2 separate regions of the Mus musculus genome follow, and region 2 is linked to region 1. A link is a contact called in public Hi-C data. All regions are on one chromosome and are shown on one strand. Each heading gives the region's core, a stretch centred on a gene start, on an enhancer-like site or on the middle of the called end of the contact. The rest is flanking DNA. Distances are from core to core; before and after follow the strand shown. Region 1 holds the start of Ap1g2 (adaptor protein complex AP-1, gamma 2 subunit). Region 2 has its middle 27 kb from the start of Dhrs2.

What was found. A called contact is a pair of places that touch in the nucleus more often than the background predicts.
Region 2: a Hi-C map of nephron progenitors shows a contact between it and region 1, with 2.9 times the contacts expected there. The contact joins the enhancer-like site here to the promoter of Ap1g2 in region 1. A contact is called at or near these places in 3 of 39 promoter capture datasets (the HPC-7 cell line, HPC-7-derived erythroid cells and liver), 1 of 484 Hi-C or Micro-C datasets (nephron progenitors) and 2 of 9 other capture datasets (adipose tissue and pancreatic islet).

Annotation. Positions count from the first base shown.
Region 1 is chr14:55,105,335-55,109,021 of GRCm38.p6, reverse strand. Ap1g2 (adaptor protein complex AP-1, gamma 2 subunit) reads left to right here and starts at 2,429. Exons shown (of 22, transcript NM_007455.5): 1 at 2,429-2,514; 2 at 2,893-3,097; 3 at 3,592-3,687. The coding sequence starts at 2,894. It overlaps Jph4 (junctophilin 4), which reads left to right. Exons shown (of 6, transcript NM_177049.5): 6 at 627-2,196. The coding sequence ends at 710.
Region 2 is chr14:55,247,264-55,250,992 of GRCm38.p6, reverse strand. No RefSeq gene overlaps it. Among named protein-coding and RNA genes, the nearest start is that of Dhrs2, 27 kb to the right of the region's middle. Within about 2 kb of position 2,237, at least 6 of the 459 cell types and tissues checked have an H3K27ac peak or open chromatin away from gene starts, as enhancers often do. A contact at or near this core is called in nephron progenitors, where this site is marked.

The DNA.
Region 1 (3,687 bases), core at 1,180-3,679:
AGAATCAGAGCACTTTTTCCTGTTCTCCTTCCACATCATTTCCAGCCCCAGTTTCCTGCTCCACCCCCACCACCCCCCACCTCCATACTTTCTCTCTTTGGTGCCCAGAAATAGGAAAAAATTGTTCCTCCCAACCCTCACTCTCCCTCCCTCTCCTGAGAAAGGGGGGGGGGGTGCAGACAGAAAATCGAGAGAGGTGGAGTTTTTCCTCCAGAACCCTCTGCTCTGATTGGATTCCAGGCCTTCTCCCATCTCCTAGCAACCACATCCTCCCTCACCCCTTCCTCCCTCTGCCTTACTGCAGTACTGGCTGCTGCTGCCAATGTCTGCTGCTAAGGCCAGGCACCTTCTGCCTTGCCCACATGATACACTGAGGGATGGGGAGAGCGGCGGCGGTGGTGGTGGTGGGTGGGTGGAGGCACTGCCTGCTATCTTCAGAGTATGAGGGCAGGGCCCTGCATAGAAGCGAGGTCCTTCAGAGCCTGAAACAAGGGTGTGTTCCTCTGCTCTCACCTGTGTGGGGAGGTGTCTGGGACCCTTCAGCTTTGCTGATAAAGCCAGAGCAGGGAGGTGGGACCTATGCTTGCCTTCCGGGACTGAATCTGCTTCACTCTCTGTCTCTTTAGGGAGCTGCCAACCCCCTGGTGGTGGGAGCCGTGGCCTTGCTGGACCTCAGCCTGGCCTTCCTGTTCTCCCAGCTCCTCACCTGAGGCAACATCCTGGCTTCCTTCGGGTTCTGGCTGCCTGCCTCTGCACCCACTCTGACCTTCGACCTGCCTTCTCTTCTCTCCTCCTCCACCCACTTGTGTTTTCCCCTATCTCCGGGGCCCCTTTCTTTTGGTCTCTCGCTTCTTCCTTCCCTCTATTCTTTGAGATGGTCTCATTTATTCTGGACCCGTCTCTGGTCTTCCTGGTTTTTCTTTCCCACCCTGACCCCTTCTCTCTCTAGATTGTTTACATATGAAGGGCTGTTCTCTCTCAGAGTTGCTCTCTCCTCTGAGATACACAAATCTAAGTCAGACCATTGCCCCCCCCCATGTCCTCCCCAACCTTTTCTTTGAATCAAAACTTCACCAAGGGTGGGGGTTTGGTGTCCTGAGGAATCTCCTGGAATCTGAGTGGAGGGGAGAAAGGAAATGCATAAGAAGTGATTGGGTGGCCAGACAAGGCACTGCCTGAGCCACTTGGGGCTCACTGGCCCCAAGGGAAAGCTGCAGGAAAAGTACCCTCCACTCTTACCTCCCAGAACCTACCTAAGTTCTTGCCTACTTTGATCTTCCCTGAGGGAGAAAAGGGGAGCGAACAACAGGAAACTCCCCGTGCTCCCTCTCCTGCCCTCCTCAACCAGTCCCTCTCCCAACCACCAAGGATGGCACGCCAAGCCAAGAGTATTGAGAAAAGCAACGAAAAACCATCTGGTGCAACCAAGCCCGCCCCTCTTCAGATTCTGCCACTCACCTCTCTACCCTTCTCTGCCCCCCTGAAAATTTATTTGGTTGGTCTGGACTCACTTGTGGCCTTTGATTAAATTCCTAAGGGGACTGAAGAAGACATTTCTGCAGAGGGTTAGAGGCGCTGCAGCAAGCGAGGACCCCAGTCCTCAGCTCTGACAGTTGTGGGGCGAACACGTTGAGGGCTGAAGGGCAGCAGATGCTGTCACAAGTCTAGTTTCTAACCCCTCGCGTAGACTCCTGCGAGATGGGAGCTAACGGGGAATCAGAGGAAGCCGCTGCCCCACACAGGGCAGGGCAGAGGTGGGTGTCAACCCCGGACGAGAGTTGGGGGGAGAGCCTGTTTGAGATTATGGCTGATCCCTGGGACTAACTTTCCCTCTGGGGACAGAAAGCTGTACAAGAGGGGACTGTGGAACCCCGGGGGACTTTCCTACCCTGCATGAGGCAGAGGCAAGCTGCCTGCCAATCAATCCCTTCCTCAAGGAATGGCCTTGCCCAGGAATGCCCACCACACACACACTCTTCTTATTTTTCTAGTCAACCTCTGTTTACTCCCTGGCCTGCCTTCCTCCTGCCTCCCTTCCTTCCTTCCTTCTCAATCTTTACTTCTGATTTCTATTTCATGGAATTTGGGATTGAAGTTATACAACAGTGCCGCCAACATCAAGTCTTGCAGGAAAAAAAAAATAACAAAGAAATTTAACAAAAAAAAGTATATTAATAAAAAAGTTCCAAAAAGGGGGGGACTGTCATCTCCTTTGGGGTGCGATGGCTTCTGACTCAAGCTCTCTGAGTGCCACCTGGTGGGGTGGATGAAAAGTGAGGCCCCTGGGGGAGCCACAATCATGGAACAATTCTAGGCTCCTTTACCAAAGTGCCAGAGACAGGCCAGAGGTCAGAAATGTCAAGACGACTCAGCAGGGAGGCCCTAGAGGGGCGGGGTCCCGTGATAGAGGCGGGGAAGAGGGAAGGGCCCCGAACCGAGCACCAACCCCAGCTCTGTCCCATACCAGGAAGTGCTGGGTGGGGGGTAGAGGAGCAAAGTTGACACCGAAGCCAGGTGAGCTTGGGACTGGGAAACTAGTGCCTTCTGAAGTGGGAATGGGGGCAAGAAATCTCGCGAAGGGAATAGTACAGAGAACCAGAAGGAAAACTAGAGAGGAGAAACTGGTCCGGGAAGAAGAGCGAGAAATAGACTGGTCTGTAGCGCAGGCTCAGTAGAAACAGCCACAGGGTGGAGCAAGGACGCATGCGTAGTGGGGATGTCCTTGCGAGGCGGGAGGGTGGCCCCCGGGTACATGTGGGAGGTAAAAGTGGGCACAGTTTTAGGGCGGCGGTGGGACGCAATCCCTTCGAGATCTTGGCACAAGGCAATTCTATCCAACCGGCTAGAACGTGTTGAAATAAAGTCTTTTCAACTCCCGGGCTCTGTCCCCAGGATGGTGGTGCATTCGTTGAGACTTCAGGACCTAATCGAAGAGATTCGCGGGGCCAAGACGCAGGCCCAGGAACGGGAGGTGATCCAGAAGGAGTGCGCCCAAATTCGGGCCTCCTTCCGCGATGGGGATCCCCTGCAGAGGCATCGCCAGCTGGCCAAACTGCTCTACGTCCACATGTTGGGCTACCCCGCCCACTTTGGACAGGTACTGGCCTGGGATGGCTACAAATTTTGAGGAAGATGGCCAGTGCGCCCCTTTGTGTTTGTACCCAGGCTGTGGTTTTTGTTTTTTTGTTTTTGTTTTTGTTTTTTTCCTCCAGTTTTTTTGTTTCGAAACAGGTTCTCTATAGCCCGGACTGGGAACTCGAGAAAACCCTGCCTCCGTTTCAGTGTAGGGACTTTCAGGCATGCCCCGCCCTACCCAGCTAAATCCTTTAGTTTCTGAACCTTTTATCACCCTACTAGTGATTTCTTGCCAGCCCCGTTCAGCACCTCCCCATCCCCTTTCCAGACTCCACTCCTACACAGGTCCCTGAAACCTGCCTGCTGTCATCTGGATCCACACTTAAGCTTCTGGTTACAGAGAGAGTGATGAAATATGATCCCTCACAAGTTAATCTGGCCTAAAGGAGATTGTAGCCCGGAAGTTAGTGCCCTGTGGTTTCACACTGCCCTCCTGGTCTGCCTCCTTCCCTATAGATGGAGTGCCTGAAACTGATCGCCTCCCCCAGATTCACAGACAAGAGGGTGGGCTACCTTGGGGCCATGCTTCTATTGGATGAGAGGCACGATTCC
Region 2 (3,729 bases), core at 988-3,487, 140 kb before region 1:
TGGCCTAGCAGGGCTGGTCAGTTGGCGGGCCAAGAGACTGAGTGAGTGAGGTCACCTGGCGCAGGGGCTGGCTCTAGATTTTCCCCCGCAACAGGGCCCCACTCCTAAGCAAGAACTAATGAGTGCTGAGTTATCCCCAGGGATAAACGAAGCCTGTTATCCAATCCCAAGTGGTCATTTCTGGGATTAGATACATACAAGGAACACTAAGCAGACTAACCAGGTTGCATTTATGTATCTTTGAATTTTCACATATATGCAATTTAAAAAGCAGAGAGAGAGAGAGATGGGGTACATGGAAGGGGTGGGACGGAGGAAAGAGAAGGGGAAATATTGCAATTATGTCTTAATTTAAAAAATAGAAATATACATATTTAATTTTTTAGAAAGACGTTTCACCTTTAACCATTACAAGAAATCTCAACTCTTCGAAGTGTCTGCTCTCTGCACTGTGGGGAAATGAGATCACAGAGGATGCTGACCTGTAGGAAGATGTGACTTACAAGTTATTCACATCGGTCTTACCTTTGCCATAAGGGCCTTTTCTCATACCCTCCTGTCTTGTTTCCCATAATAGGGAGTGTGTAAAGTGTACAGTCTATCTTAGGGATCGACTGTAAATGCCCCCTAACTCCCTACATTGGACATACATGTCACTAAATTGTTTGCTTTTCTCATATTAATCTGTCTTTTTTAAAACAGGAAGTCTTAGTTTAAAAATGTACGAAGCTTGAGAAGGAAATAATTTTTCTCCTCTATAGTTTATGGAATGTTTATCATTATTTGCCCATCATTCACTAAAGCAACAGTAAGAGTTTATCAATTTATACAGTATCTTTGTTTGCTTGTTAAATCTCAGCTTTTACACAGTCTTCCAATATAATATCTGGAAGTGGTCCAGTGCACTGTCTACATGGCCTGCCTACATTTCTGACCCACACTTAGCTTATACATCATTGATGACAGGGTAGCTGAAGACCAAAAGTTCCTCTTCTGGTGGGCTAATCCAAACTAGTTCAATCTAAGAGAGCTGCCAGGACAACCACCAGAGGACCTGTAATGATCACAATCTAATTTCCATGCTAAGTGATACACCCACCACTCAAATGACTGAAATACCAAACCATAAAAGTGCTCCTAGTGGGAGACTGGGGAGGTCTCAGAGATCGATGGACCAGACTATCAGAAGGAGATATATGTGTGTCATCTTTAGGATATTGTCACCATCAGGGAAAGAATTCATACATGAGACAGAGCCAAGAATGACAAGCAAAGCTTGCTTACTGTGAAAGTGCACACTCAGGAGGGAGCATGGGTTTCCTGGGAGTCTTATCTAACAGGCATTTTCTAGTGGGCTTATTAGTGATTCCAGGGGCTGTTGTATATAGTTACATAGATTATTTTATAAGAATAATTTTATTATAAAATAATAGAAGAAATATATTATGTTTATGTAGAGAGTATGTGCCCATGAGTGTAGGTGCCAGGGGAAGTCCAGAAGAGGGTATCAGATCCCCTGAGCTAAAGTTACAGGTGGGTGTGAGCACCTGACATACCCCCCCCTCCCGTCATCTGTAAGAGCAGCACACACTCCTAATCCCTGAGCCATCACCACATACCCTACATAGAGTATTTTTTGACTGGTGTGATCTGACAAGGACAATCTTATTCCTTCATGTCAGGACACAGCTAAGAATGTCATGGTGTCTGCAGCTGAGGCTGCTTTTCCTTCTGAGCAAAGCCCAGTTTGATGGTTGTTGACCCAGTGTCTAGACATGTTTATAGGTTGCAACTCCTCTCCTCGAGTTCTTCCCTTTGGCCCCTATTGTTCCTCAGTCAGTCTTTGTCACAAAAGGAAGTGGGAAATATCAAACCAGAATTCTGAGACATCTAGGAAAATACAGCCGAGCAGTCTCCTGTCTACCCATCCCCTACGTCATGTCATTAAACATGTTTATTTTCTCCTGCCAATCTGTCTTTATCAGCTCACTGCCCTTTATCTATGACTTCCCAAGCTTCAGTGGGTTGGAATTTTGATTTTCACGTGAGGGTCCCACTCATGATGTTTGACACTCAGAATCAGATCCTTCTTGGGTTTGTGACACCAAACTGAAAGGACCCCTTGCTGATCCCTCCCTCTGGAGGGAAACCAAAAAACTATTGGCAAATATTCTGCTCAACTTCTCACCCTTGCTCTGCTGGGAGTCTTCAGCCAGAGTCAGGCTCATACAGCAAGACAGCAAGACTCGACTGTCTGCACAGTCTCTTCATTCATGCTCTACCTGTCCCCACCACCACTCCATCCCTTCCTCCTTCAACTTCTACCGTGTTTGCAGGCCAGCTCATTAATTGTACTATGCGGTCTTCTTCATTATAACATGATTTCTCCTACGAAAGTGAGAGGTTTGTTTCTATGGTGATGGTAGAGAAAGTCTAGGAAGAATTGTAGTAGCTGGAAGTATTCGCTTACTCTGAGAGCTCATTAAGCTGGCTGATGTGAAAGGCTAGTGGAGCCTAGCAGGGGTCAAAACTTTGCAGTAAAGTTGTCAGTAAAAAAATCCCAGGCATGAAACTTTTGCACCCATCCAACATCAACTTGACACACTCCTGATGTTTCTTATGTACAACCTCAGATGTTTGGTCTGAGGCAACTTTTTAAACGACATTGTCGGGGAAATAGTATTGTGTGGCAGCTATGGAATGGTAAGGGACTGCAGGAGAGTCTTCTCATTTCAAAATGGAAGGTGAACAGTGGGAAGGAAGAAGATTAACAGCATAATTAATAAAAATGTTTCTCCTGCACGACTGTAACATCGTTCTGCATTTGCCCCTGCACATGATAAAGCAGCACAAAGCTGTAATTTTCAAAAAGATGACATTATATACCTCGTACACACATAAAACCAGCTGGTGTCAAAGTTTTCCTTGACCCACTAGCTAGGGAGCGAACAAAAATGGTGTTATAACCAATTTAAAAGCATATGAAAGGCTAAGTAGTTATAGAGAAGGTTAGAGTAAGATTGTGAGGTCAGACACAAAACTGGTTGATGTCCAGTTTAAAAACAAAAACAAAACATAACCTTAGGGGTCATCTGTCCCGGTAGAGAGAATGTGTTTCCATCTCAAAATAACACACACTTTTCCCAGAGACTTAGAAAGCCAATCCCAACACTACAATATAAATGCCCTGTTCTCTCTTCTGCCTACTTCCAAATTTCAAGTACCTTTCCTGGTAGAGAGTAAAGGCAGCTTTGTAAACGAAAAGGGAACAGAGAGTCCAGAAAACAACAACAACAACAACAACAACAACAACAACAACGACAACAACAACGTCATCAGGAAGCTCTGGGAACCCAAGCATCCTTCCTGATTTAGGAGAGAACTGGCAGCCAAGAGCTTCCAAGCCAGGGAAGCAGAGGTGCCAACAGGACTGCGAACCTGCCCCCATCACCCAAGAGAGCAGTGGAGCATGGGTACTAAGGAGAAAGCCATTAGGGAGCACCTGTGCTCTCTCAGACACTAGGAAGGATAACCATGGACAGAACGCCTGCTCTCGGTAAGGGGTCTACAGCTAACAGAACAGCCCCAAGCAAAAGGATAGCATTAAAAGGTGCCTGAATTGTTTGCATGGCTGAACGGTTTGCTGACACTTATGGAGTCTGGTGTAGCAGGTCGTTAACTCTGGTTTGCTTTTGCCACTGGGGGAGTTGGAGAAGCATAATAGAAAGA